3 separate regions of the Mus musculus genome follow, and all the other regions are linked to region 1. The links are chromatin contacts, called in public Hi-C and HiChIP or PLAC-seq maps. All regions are on one chromosome and are shown on one strand. The core of a region is the stretch at or near the end of the contact, and the rest is flanking DNA. Distances in the headings are between cores, read along the strand shown.

What was found. A called contact is a pair of places that touch in the nucleus more often than the background predicts. HiChIP or PLAC-seq counts read pairs in DNA pulled down with a chosen protein or histone mark.
Region 2: a contact with region 1 is called in a Hi-C map of CD4 T cells, with 4 times the contacts expected there. The contact joins the enhancer-like site here to the promoter of 4930487H11Rik in region 1. A contact is called at or near these places in 7 of 484 Hi-C or Micro-C datasets (CD4 T cells, the HL-1 cell line, the N1E-115 cell line and 4 more) and 1 of 115 datasets of contacts at active chromatin or transcription factors (embryonic stem cells).
Region 3: an H3K4me3 HiChIP or PLAC-seq map of embryonic stem cells shows a contact between it and region 1, with 4 times the contacts expected there. The contact joins the promoter of Nrp2 here to the promoter of 4930487H11Rik in region 1. A contact is called at or near these places in 11 of 39 promoter capture datasets (the 3T3-L1 cell line, 3T3-L1-derived adipocytes, embryonic stem cells and 5 more), 3 of 15 datasets of contacts at CTCF or cohesin (the NIH/3T3 cell line and embryonic stem cells), 39 of 484 Hi-C or Micro-C datasets (the 3T3-L1 cell line, 3T3-L1-derived adipocytes, the C2C12 cell line and 22 more), 13 of 115 datasets of contacts at active chromatin or transcription factors (the NIH/3T3 cell line, bone marrow-derived macrophages, craniofacial prominence and 3 more) and 2 of 9 other capture datasets (adipose tissue and liver).

Annotation. Positions count from the first base shown.
Region 1 is chr1:62,792,092-62,796,073 of GRCm38.p6, reverse strand. 4930487H11Rik (RIKEN cDNA 4930487H11 gene) reads left to right here and starts at 1,342. Exons shown (of 3, transcript NR_040601.1): 1 at 1,342-1,521; 2 at 1,603-1,678. The region is part of intron 15 of Nrp2 (neuropilin 2); the gene reads right to left.
Region 2 is chr1:62,873,795-62,877,444 of GRCm38.p6, reverse strand. No RefSeq gene overlaps it. Among named protein-coding and RNA genes, the nearest start is that of Gm39652, 31 kb to the right of the region's middle. Within about 2 kb of position 1,549, at least 36 of the 459 cell types and tissues checked have an H3K27ac peak or open chromatin away from gene starts, as enhancers often do.
Region 3 is chr1:62,701,151-62,704,928 of GRCm38.p6, reverse strand. It overlaps Nrp2 (neuropilin 2), which reads right to left and starts at 1,612. Exons shown (of 17, transcript NM_001077404.1): 1 at 652-1,612. The coding sequence starts at 724.

The sequences.
Region 1 (3,982 bases), core at 93-2,592:
GAGAAAAAAAGTGCAAAATCGAGGCAACGTGTTTGCAGTCTTTCTTGGGTTTTTTTTGGGGGGGCGCTGTTCCTGCTTCGGCCCTCAGCAGTGCGAGCCCCGCTCTTGCTCTAGCTTAATGGTTAGGGTGGGCTCGACCGCCAGAGGGGCCCCGTTGGTGTAGTGGGAGGTTTTGTAGGTGATGGAGTGATCGGTCTTCTTGGCCGCATAGCGGAACCGGTGGTAGTGGAGCACCAGGGCCAGGACGACGGAGGCCAGCACCAGCACGGCGCCCCCGGCCGCCATAACGTAATACCAGTAGGCTGGGATGGGCTGCACGGGCACCGTGTCCACTGTGGGCTCGGTCCCTGGCGGGAGGGTGCCCCCTGGGGGAGAGACACAGAGAGTGTTGCTAGGCTGAGAGCATGCGGACTCATAAAAAAAAATCAATTAAAAAAATAAAGAAAAAAAATAAAGAAAAGAAAGAGAGAAACACACATGCTTTGGGTCATACAGCAGGGATCCAGGGACTCAGGCGGTACTCGGCCTTCATATATACCAAGCCGTTTATTATCTGCAATCTCTTCGCTGGTCCCTTTATGCATCAGGTACTTTAACCCACTGTACAGATGAGGAAACAGGCTCACAGAGGTTCAATCGACAATTGCTGCTCACCTGGTAGTAAATATGTCTCAACCAAGAGTCCTACCCTTACATAGCTTTCTTTATTATTTAATCAGAATTACTTTACCATGTGTCAAAGCATTATAATTTTTTCTCTCATCTCTCTCTTCCTTTCTCTCTCTCTCTCTCTCTCTCTCTCTCTCACACACACACACACACACACACACATACACACACACACACACACACACTTCCACGCACACACACCACATACACACAATGATACTGCAGTATCTGCTGGAATTCAGATTGGTGAATTCTTCAAGTGGGTGGAAAAGCCATATTTGGTGTGGCTGGCCAGAATTCTCAACAATGTATTAATTAGGCTGGCTAGACTTGAAGGTAAATTCCACTTTGGTTTGCCAAGGTTTCTGTGCCCATTGAAATCAGCTTGGTCTTGTCTAAACAGGTCAATTACTACTGTCAAGCAATGACTAACCCGTCTTCATTTTTTTTTTAAACTGGATGGAGGATTTTAAAAGCAGATTGGATAAGGAGTTGCAGGGGGAAAAAAAGATATGAGCACAAAGCAATAAAGGAGTGTGAGAGCGAGGGACACCGAGCGAGGGAGCCTCATTCTTAACCGTGGAAAAGAGCGGGGAGAAGCTGGGGGTGGGGAGATTTAGGAGGCAACCGAGTTTACTGGCCAGCCTCTGGTTGCCATGGAGACGCTGTAGTAGAGTTTCGCTCAGGGTAACTCAGGGGAAAGACTGAATTGACTCCCACTCCATGCAAAACAGTGCTACAACTTGATTCTCCCAAGGATTTACATCAGATGAGAATCTGGCCCAGAAAGGGACTAAGGCGGTTTTGAGCTTGCCAAAGGCAGACATGATCTTTACTTCTGAAAAAGCCGATGTATGCTTAACCTATGAGAAATGCTTCTCGAGCTGCGGGCACCATGGGCGGATGGCTAAAACGTGCTTCCCTTACTTACAGGGTGTGCCGGAAGAGGGACAGATGAGCTGCCTATTCACAGCATCTGTTTGTGGACCCACCTTTGCTCACCACGCAGGCAGGGCCCCCGGCTACCTTTCTTCTCTCCACCCCCACACCCCCACCAGACTTAGAGCTCCTGAAGCAGAGGAAGCCAAGACTCAGCCTCCACCGAGGAGGACATGCAGTGAAGGTGCCCTGTAAATGCCTTATGAAGCAACTGCTGACCCGAGGCCCACACCCCCAGTTCTCAATTTCTCCCGACCCCACAGCCTGGTCCCCAGATAGCTGAGTAGTATGTCAGATCTCATGTCTCCTCAGAAGTGAGAGAAAAATGAGAGAATGTTTCTTAGAAAATCTGATGAAGCCTGCCCATCTTGCTAGTTCTGAATTACTGCTTCCGTCAATTTGGGGATCCCCTTCCGTCAGGGTGCAGTTTCACCTTGTAGACCACCAAAAGTCCTCCAGTGTTGGAAGAGCTTTGACCAAGACGAGTTGCTTAGCATACGACTTGATAACCACATCTGTATCTTTAGGATGAAAAAGACCCCATTATCCTAGGACTCCTAAAAGCTGTTTCTACTACTACCTTATCCTTTTCCAAAGACCCCATTATCCTAGGACTCCTAAAAGCTGTTTCTACTACTACCTTATCCTTTTCCGTGTGACTATATGGTCTTTTCCTTTCCGCTAAAGTGTTTTCATCCTCTTTTGTTTGTTATCTTGAGAAAGGTTTTCACTTTTTAGCAGAGGCCAGCCTGTAATTCACCATGTAGCTAGCCTTAAACAATCCCCCTGCCTCAGCCTCCCAAGTGGTGGGACTACAAGCATGAGCCACCACACCCAGCTCTAATTTCCATCTTTTAATTTTTTCATTTATCTTCTCCTCCCCCCCTCTCCTCTCTCTCTCTCTCTCTCTCTCTCTCTCTCTCTCTCTCTCTCTCCTCTCCTCTCTCTCTCTCTCTCTCTCTCTCTCTCTCTCTCTCTCTCTCTCTCTCTTTCTGTCTCTCTCATTGGTACTCAAATTGAGAAATTTACATACAAAAAAAAGGAGAGAGAGAGAAAGAAAGGAAACAAAGTATTGAAAATGGTTCCTTGAAGTGATCAGGTTGCAAGTCAGCTAATGTCAAGTCCTGATTCAGGTCACCCAGAGTGTCTGCTGCTTGGCAATCACCTTGCTACTGGGTTTTCATGGAGCTCTCAACGATGCTGTGAAATGCCTAAGCGCACAGGTGGTTCTAGAGTTCACCAGAGCCATCTTTTTTCTCCCATAAAGTGTTCCCTGGTTGTGCCTCTGACTCAGGTTTGCTGCTTTATGAGGACCATCCTCTAATGAGGTTACAGCTCGCCCATCAGAGAAAAGGCAGGTGGCAAACTAGGCAACAGAGCCCACTCTAAAGTGCCTGACCACAAAGATAGGAGCAGTTACAGCCACTTCTCTTGCCTCTGCCACCACCTGGCCTCAGTACAAAAGTTTCCAGCTCCAAGTGCTGGAGCTGGGGAGGGTGTTGCCCTGAAAGTGTTTCTGATGGTAGACATAACCTGGGTACACAGTTGGAAAATGCTCTGTCCTTTTGTAAGATGACAAATCATGATATAGGATTAGTATTCAGAATCAGATATGTGAGCCATCCTCTCCTCACCTCAGAGCTGTCCTGTGCCATGGAAGATAGATTCCACCGTATGCTGAAGATTCCCCCTTCCTACCAAAGAACAGACGTGGGCTGGACCTAGGCCTCCCTGCATATATGTAGCAGATGTGCAGCTTGGTCTTTGTGTGTCCTAAACAACTGGAGCAAGGGGATGTCCAAAAAGCTGTTGCTTGCCTGTGGGGTATGGTCTTTTAGCTGGGTGGCCTTGTCTGGCCTCAGTGGGAGAGAATGTGCCTGGCCCCACAGAGACTTGATGTGCCAGGGTGGGAGTACTCATGGAAACCCCACCTGCTCAGATGAGGAGAGAGGGGATGGGAGGAAGGATTGTGGGAGGGGCTGACTGGGAGGAGGCAGAGAGCATAATGTAAAGTGAATAAGAAAAAAAAAAAAAGAGACTCCTCTTTCCCACCAAAGCCCTCTTACCTAAAATTATCAACATGTACACCATGTGATAATTTGAATGACAAGAGATAATTTGTTTTGACCTCTTAAACATTTTCCTTGGATATGTGTTCCGGAAAAATGAGAAAACATACCATATAAATTTTGCTTTCAACAATGGAGTTAGAAAAGAGAGGCTATGACCAACAGTACCTTCCTTGTGTCCCAACAAGGAGTTTAGTGAAAGCTTGTAGGCATCAGAAGGTTCTCAGAACATTCCCCAGCTAGAGACGTGATTCTAACAGTCAGTGACTTGGAATCTGGAGCTGCCACAGCCTTGAAAGGTTCTG
Region 2 (3,650 bases), core at 300-2,799, 81 kb before region 1:
ATTTTCACAAGATATTTGCTGCCTGTCTTTAGATGGAGAGGAGTCACACTGTGTGCATGGATGGGACAGATCCTCCAGGAGGTTGGACAGAGGATAATGGTATGGGCATCTTTCACTGAGGGCATGCCAGGTCAGCCAAGCCTGCATGTGTGAGGAATAGGAAAAGTCATCTCCAGGCAGAGGGAGCAGGTGAGGTCTCTGAGCTTGGTAGGGAACTTGAAAGAAGGACAGTGTCCCAGGCTATCCTGTGACAGTGCACAGCACGATAAGGGCTCCTTTAAGACTCAGTAGGAACTTGGGACAGAGCCCAAGATCTTAGAGGGTTGTCAACATTCATTGTATTAACCTATATTTACTCCACAACACACTACACTGGGCCCTTGCCCCAGTTTTTTTTTTTTTTTTCTAGAAAGTTCTTTTTTTATCTAGGCCACTAAGGTGCTCTATTGCTAAAGTCAAGGAACATTAAACAACAGAACCCATAATTCAATTCACTTAGTCCCAGTGTCTTCTAGACACTGCAGATGTGCAGCCCAGGACCAGGTGACTTGGCCACTTCCTGTCTTGAAGTATTTGCCCCCTCCCCCACTTAATTCTTTTACTGCTGCAGTTGTCTTTCATCTCTTCTTCAGGCTTTTCTTCCGCTTGTCCATTAAACACTGGCACGTGATCTTAATAGGCCTTCCCTGTGCTCTGTCTTGAATGCTTTCCCTTCCCTATTGAATTCCTCATGTCTTTATCTCTCACAACCCTCGGTTCCATTCATCTATGAAGTCCACTAGGAAGTGGGTTTCCTCCAGGATCTATTAGCAAGGGTGATGTCAACAGGTAGATTCTTAGCTACTGGGCCTCCAAAGGCACACAGCTATTCACAACTCCCAAATATAATCCCGGCATCCACATTTCTCTCCTAAGCTCTGGATGCACATTCTACCAACAAGACAAACACCCTTCAGTGGTCATTTACAAAGGAGTATGCTCAGAACAACCTTACCTTTCTTCTAACTATGGCCCTCTCTGGAGTGTCCATATCTGTGAATCACGTAAGTATCCACTTACCTGTTTGACCCAGACATCTTCAGGCCTCTCCTCTCCCTCAGTCCTTCTTTTCCTTCTTTTACTGTAGCTATTTTCTCACTGAAAAGTCACCGACTTTTTTTTTTTTTTATTGCTAACTAGGCTGCAAGCTCTGTCACCATCATATCCTCTGCCCCCAGCCTGGCATTGAGTAATGTACAATAAATACTTATTTATGGACCAGCTGGATGCGCCACTCACTCAGTATTCTTTGGGGTATGGGATTCATTTTCAGAAGTGAGCACGGGCGATGAACGTTGACGTCCTCTTTGTGGTCGCTCATTGTTTTTAGAACCCACTTGTGGCCTTTGATTGCTTTAAAGCCCTCAAGCACTAGTATTAATGGACCTCGTTGCTCCACATGGGCTCAGACCAAGACATGTGCAAACATGCAACCACATCAGAAGAGGAGGAAGACAGTGTCAACCGACAGAGGCAGCAAAGGAAGGGCTGGGGAGCTGCTCGTGGTGGGGGCTGACTCTGCTCTTGGTTAAAAATGATGCTAACATGACTGGCTTTGGCCTCAACTGGGGACCACAATAATAGAGTCGGGGAGGTAGCAGGAAGTGCCCACACCCTTTCAGAGAGATGCTCTCGAGATGTGGTCTAGGTTTCCTGGTGGTCGGTGAGGCTGGCCTCCTGCAATGACAATATATAAATGCTACACTTCTGTTGGTGGTGACCGTCAGCGGTGATGTCTCATGATCCTCACGTGGTGTCTTGTTAAAGAGGGGCCATTCTTCTGAGCCCTCTGCTTTGTTGGAGATTATGAGCAAGGGCCAGAAGGCAGCTTTTTGTTTTGTGTTTTGTTTGTCTTTCTTGTTTCAGTAAAGAACTCAGCTGTGGGATGAAGTCTGAGAATGGCTGCTCAAGGGGGGACTTGGCCAACTGGAGAGAAGCTGGGAAATTGTCCCACAGGCTCTCTCCAGTGCCTGAAATCACTCCCCACGGGCTGGCTACCGACCTTTAGTTCCCAGCTCCCTGGAGTGGAAATTGGAGGAGGAAAACTGGAATTACCCAGAAAGTGTGTTTTTTTCTTCAAGGCTGCTGCGATGCAGTCACTATTAGGCCAGCGGGGAGCTGCTGCTGATGACAGTGGCGATGATGAGGGCAAATGAGAGCTTACATCCATCTCAACAATGTTGGATTAGACTCTAATAGCAGGTGGTGGGACGCCTTCCCCACCTCTTTCTGTTCTGGGAAGTTTATTCATTCACTCAGTCGACAGTGGCTTTGAGCATCTATTAAGTGGTAGGCACATGACTAGTCTCTGAGAAGATGCTCCTGGAAAAATTAGACTTTGATCTGGCCTCACTGAGCATACAGTCCAGTACATAAGCACAGAGGTTCAACCAGGTGTTCAATTACTATTGGTGGCTTGTGCTATGGAGTGACAATGGAGGTGACGTTCCTCTGAGAAGAGCAGAGAGGAGAGGAAGTGTACACACACACACACAAACAGAGAGAGAGAGAGAGAGAGAGAGAGAGAGAGAGAGAGAGAGAGAGAGAGAGGGAGAAGGAAAAGAATTCAATATAGCTAAGAAAAAGCAGCTGGTACCAATTGTACCAGAGAAAGATGATGCTGAAGGTAATGGTGGAGGCAGGCAGAGGTCAGGCAAAATACATCTGTCAAATGTCATTTACAGGGACTGGGGAGATGGCTCAGGGGATAGAGCATAAACATAGGAGTTTTGTCCTCAGAATCCACATAAAAGCTGGGCTGGCATGGTGGCTTGTCTGTGGTCTCTGTGCTTAGGAGGTGGACACGGGCATCCCTGGGACAAGCTGGGCTAGGCTAGCTGAATATGGAAAGTTCAAAGTTTAGCTGGAGACCTGGGCTCAATAACTAAAGTGGGGAGTGGTTGAGGAAAAATCCATGATACGACCTTTGACCTCCACATGCATGTACACATGCTTGTGAAATAGAGGATGACTTTTTAAAAAACAAACAAACAAACAAACAAAACCAGATCACTTTGGGGCCTTTGTGAATGGTTCTGGGCACGCATGAAAGCATGGAGTCAGGGGGGTCAGTTGTAACACGAGGATCTTGAACACATTAGACTACAGGAAAAAAAGGGGGAAAAGCGCTACACATAAGCCACATAGTGAGGCATTCCATTTATAAGAAATGTCTGTAATAGTGAAATTTCTAGAGACAGAAAGTGGATTGATTGGTGGTTGCCTGTGGCAGGAGGAAGGGGCAGGAGAGTGCTTCCTGGGTACCAGGTATCACGTTGGGGTGATATTCAGCTGGATAGTGGTGATGATGCTGTTACAACTGTATCATGTGCTACTGACGTCTAACCTTTACAGTGGCCAAGACGATGTATTGTAGGTCATGTGAATATTACCACACACACACAAAAACATGTATCCAGATAGAGTGTCACCAAGGAGCCCATCTGGAATCTATTGCCAAGCTTCTGCACTCTGTGAGAGTCAAGGATGGCACAGACCTGTGTGGAGGAGATGCTCACCGAGAGACCTGGATAATTACTTAACACTGAAGACAGAGTTAAGAGTGCTGGGGATAGATTGAGGGGAGAGGGTGCTGAGGAGAGAAACATAAA
Region 3 (3,778 bases), core at 363-2,862, 91 kb after region 1:
CGCTTTCCCAGAAAACACACGGATTCGGGAGAGAGTGGGGACCATCAACTGCCCACGGGAAAGCTCCCATCTCGGTCACAAGCTGGCTTGCTTCACCAGCTTCAGCCCTCTGGTTCTGAGATGTATCCACCCAGTCTGCAAAGAATCCACACATCTGAAAAGCAAAGCTAGACTCTTGCTTTTTTTTTTTTTTCCCAAGCCCTTCAGCTAACATTGCTCAATGTAGCTAAGTGGAGGGAATGCAAATGATTTATATTTCACTGGCTAGGTTGAGGAAACTCAAGGGAGATGTGTTCTGCTTCAAGACAGGGAGGAAAAAAAAATCCCCAAAACTGTAATGCAAAGGCTTTGTAGTATTTTTAAACCTTTGATTCAGTCCATATGTGACATCTGAACACCGCCAAATTCTGTTACAAAACACACACACACACACACACACACACACACACACACACACACTCCCTTTGCAAGAGAGAAAAGTTGGGTTTAGCAGCCCTGGTGGTGTAAAGAAGGCCGCTGAGATCTCCCTTTAAATGATTGAGTATTGAGGGAGCCTCCTCATGAGCGCTTCTCAGTGGCTTCTCTCCATTAGCTGTCGCCTTTAAAGGGGAAACCGTGTAAAAATGAATAGAAAAACTTTGAAGGGCTTACCTTGCTGGCTTCTCACTTCGTGTCCTGAAAAGTACAGAGCTAAGAAAACCCAGGTAAGAGGAAACATATCCATTTTTGACAGAGAGGCTCTCTCCGGGGCTAGGTTTGTGGGATCTCCTATAATTATGTCTTTGTGTTTTTCCTCTCTAATTTTCTTCCTGGTGGTGTCTTCTGCAAAGGTCTCTAACGATCAACGTTTTCCTCCTGGGTCCTGGCAGTCAGTCTGTCTTCACCTTTATTCTTGCTGGAATATCTCCACCTCACTAGGAGATAGCTCTTGAAATCAGCAAAGAGGGAGCAAGCTAAGGAAGCGGAGACCGGTTTCCTCTTCAAACCCAAACGCGTGTATGTTCTCTCCAGTTCCTCAAAGTGTCATTTCCTTTATCCTACAACATCACGAGGGTTTCCCGAAAGCTGAACGCAAAATAATAGTAATAATAATAAAAATCAAAGCCAAGAATTGCCCTGGGCATCACACGGCCCCTAGGCAGCTGTGTGATCTCAGAAGCGCTAACTGACACAGGTCCCCCGGCACCCGGGACACACACGCGGGCAGAGGCACCGACCGCTGGACAGGCGGAGTGGTAAGCAGTCAGACGTCCGGCTCTTGTCCTTTCTGGGTTCCCCTAAGCTGGAGCCTCCCCCGGCGGTTACACCCGCTTGGCCAGTCTCTGGAGGGGAGTGCGAGGCAGGAAGCTGCTGCGGCCGGTGCTGCTGGTGTTGCTGCGGGTGCGGCGGCTGGGATCGCCCGCGAGTGTGCGAGCGGCTCTCCGAGTTCGCTGGCGCCCGCCCTCACCTCCACCTCGCCCAGCGCCCGGCCGAGTGTCTGTGCTTCAGAGGATGTGCCGGGGGCGGGCTGCAGGCTGGTGCCTTGCTCGCCTCCTCTGCCTCCCCTCCGGCTCCCCCCTCGCCTTTTCAGGCCGAGCAGCATGTGGATGTCAGAGCCGCGGCAGAGCGATCCGATTACGCGCCCGCTCAGGGCCCGCCCCTTCTGTGTTCCTGATTAAAGAGGCAGCCGCGGAGACGCGCGGCGCAGAGCCGAGGACCGCGGCACCCAGCTCGGGCGGGGCGGCGGTGGCTCGCAGCCCCGCGGCCGCGCGATCAAAGTTAAGGTGCCACGCAACCCTGCCGCCCCTCTCCCAGTCCGCACCTCCCTCCCGCCCCACGCACCTTCGTGCGGGGCTGCGGGTGTGTCACACCCGGAGCAAGGAGCGCCCTCCCTTCAGGGCGCGCTGCCTCTGCCGGAGGGAAACTCCGCGGAGCCCGGGAAATTCTTGTTTCCCCTAAATTCCGAGACTCAGATGCTACACACTCAGAATCCAACACAATGCCACCTGCAATGGCGTTACAGAAGGAGTTGGGTGGCGGACCGCGTTTGGCGTAGGGAGCCAGTCCGCGGCTCAGCTCTGTGTTCCCAGAGGCAGCAAAGCGTGGCGGCGACACACACAGTCAGCCTTTAGCCTTCTCTGAACCAAACCTCAAATACTTCTTGGGCTTACTTCTCAGATCCTTTGTTGTGTCCCAAACAGGATCCTCTGCGGTCTGGGTTAGGATTTACTTCAACATGTGCCCTTAACTTGTAACTATCTGTAAACGAGGGACGATTTTATTGAATAAAGAATTTCTCCGGGCAATTAAATTCCCCACCCCCACCCCTGGCCACCCAATACACCTTCAAGCTTCCAACATAGTATAGGTACAGGGAGGCCTCTTGGACTGCTACTGTAACTACTTCTGTTCATGTTTCCCCAAGGTATTGTGGTCACAATGTTGACAGAAAGAAAATAGCATTGTGTTACCTATTTTTAAGTGGAGACATGAAAACTGTTTCAAGGCGCTATAAGCTAACAGTTGGAGAAAACACTTGCATCTTTGTTTCTGAGGGTGGCTGGGTGATCCCCAACTGTCATATTCACCAGGCACCCTTGCTTTACCATGATCAAGATCCAACAGAGCACACCTGGCAACCTTTTCAGTCCCCTTCCTAGCAGTCTGAAGATTAGGAAACATAAAGTTTGGGTGAGAAGGGACATGAACATCTGACTATACCATTTTTCCCCCTTAGCGTGGACTTATGGGTTCTTCTGGGTGGTTTCTCTCCTTATCTGGACTTGCCATTAGCGTTGTTTATCACAGCCAGTGTTTGAAAAAAAAAATCTGTAACTCTCACTTAACTGTTATTTACATGGAGATAAACACAAACAAAATTGAATCAGAAGTGATTTGCAACTAGTTAAATGAGGGATTTTCCAGTGGAAGTCCAGAGCCTGAATACCACATGGTTAATCTTAACTGCCTGGCTGCAAAGGGCTGGAGTTAGAGGCCCTCTGAGTTCTTCCAGAGAGCAACACATACACACACACACACACACACACACACACACACGTGCACACGCATGCACCACTCAAATACTCATAGGGGCTAATTTTGATTTCCTTTATCCTTTCTTTCCCTTCCCTGGGTTCTTCGATGAAGGAAGAGGGGAAGCCTGGAGTTTGGACCTTAAGTTCAAATCCTGGCTTGTGTTGTTGGCAAAACACTAATCCAAGAACAAACAACGCTATCTGTACTAACAGTGCCTGCAAGGAAAGAGTTACTTAGTGTCACAACCCCACTGCTCTCCAGGCATAGAAAACCATTCCTACTTAGACTAGAGATGCACACAGCAGCTTTCTGAGAACATGACAAAGGGCAGAGAGATGACTGGGGAGAGAGAAAGAAACCCAAAGCCCATTGGGAAGCCATAGGATGACAACCCCGAACTGCTGGGCTTGGGACCTCAGACTTGAGGGTTCCCATCTAGCTGCTTCCAAGGTTCTCCTTCGTTCTGGGAAAAGTCAGTAAGATTCAGCGTTCTGTCCCTGGATCCTGCTTCTGCCCATATGGATCTTCGTTTTCTCAGAGGTGTTCTAAAGGGGGCGCTAACTTGCTTCCTGGAAGCCTCTGTGCCTCTGCATGCAAGACTTGACTGCAGTCCACTGGAGTGAAGGCTTCCTGTTCTGCAGATGGCCAGAGGGAGGGAGAACCCCTGGGGAGTCAAACTGGTCAGAGCTTTTCCAATCCTCTAGGGGGCAGCACTCAATAAATAATGCCCATGCCACCAAAGGCCTCTACATCCGTGCTGGGA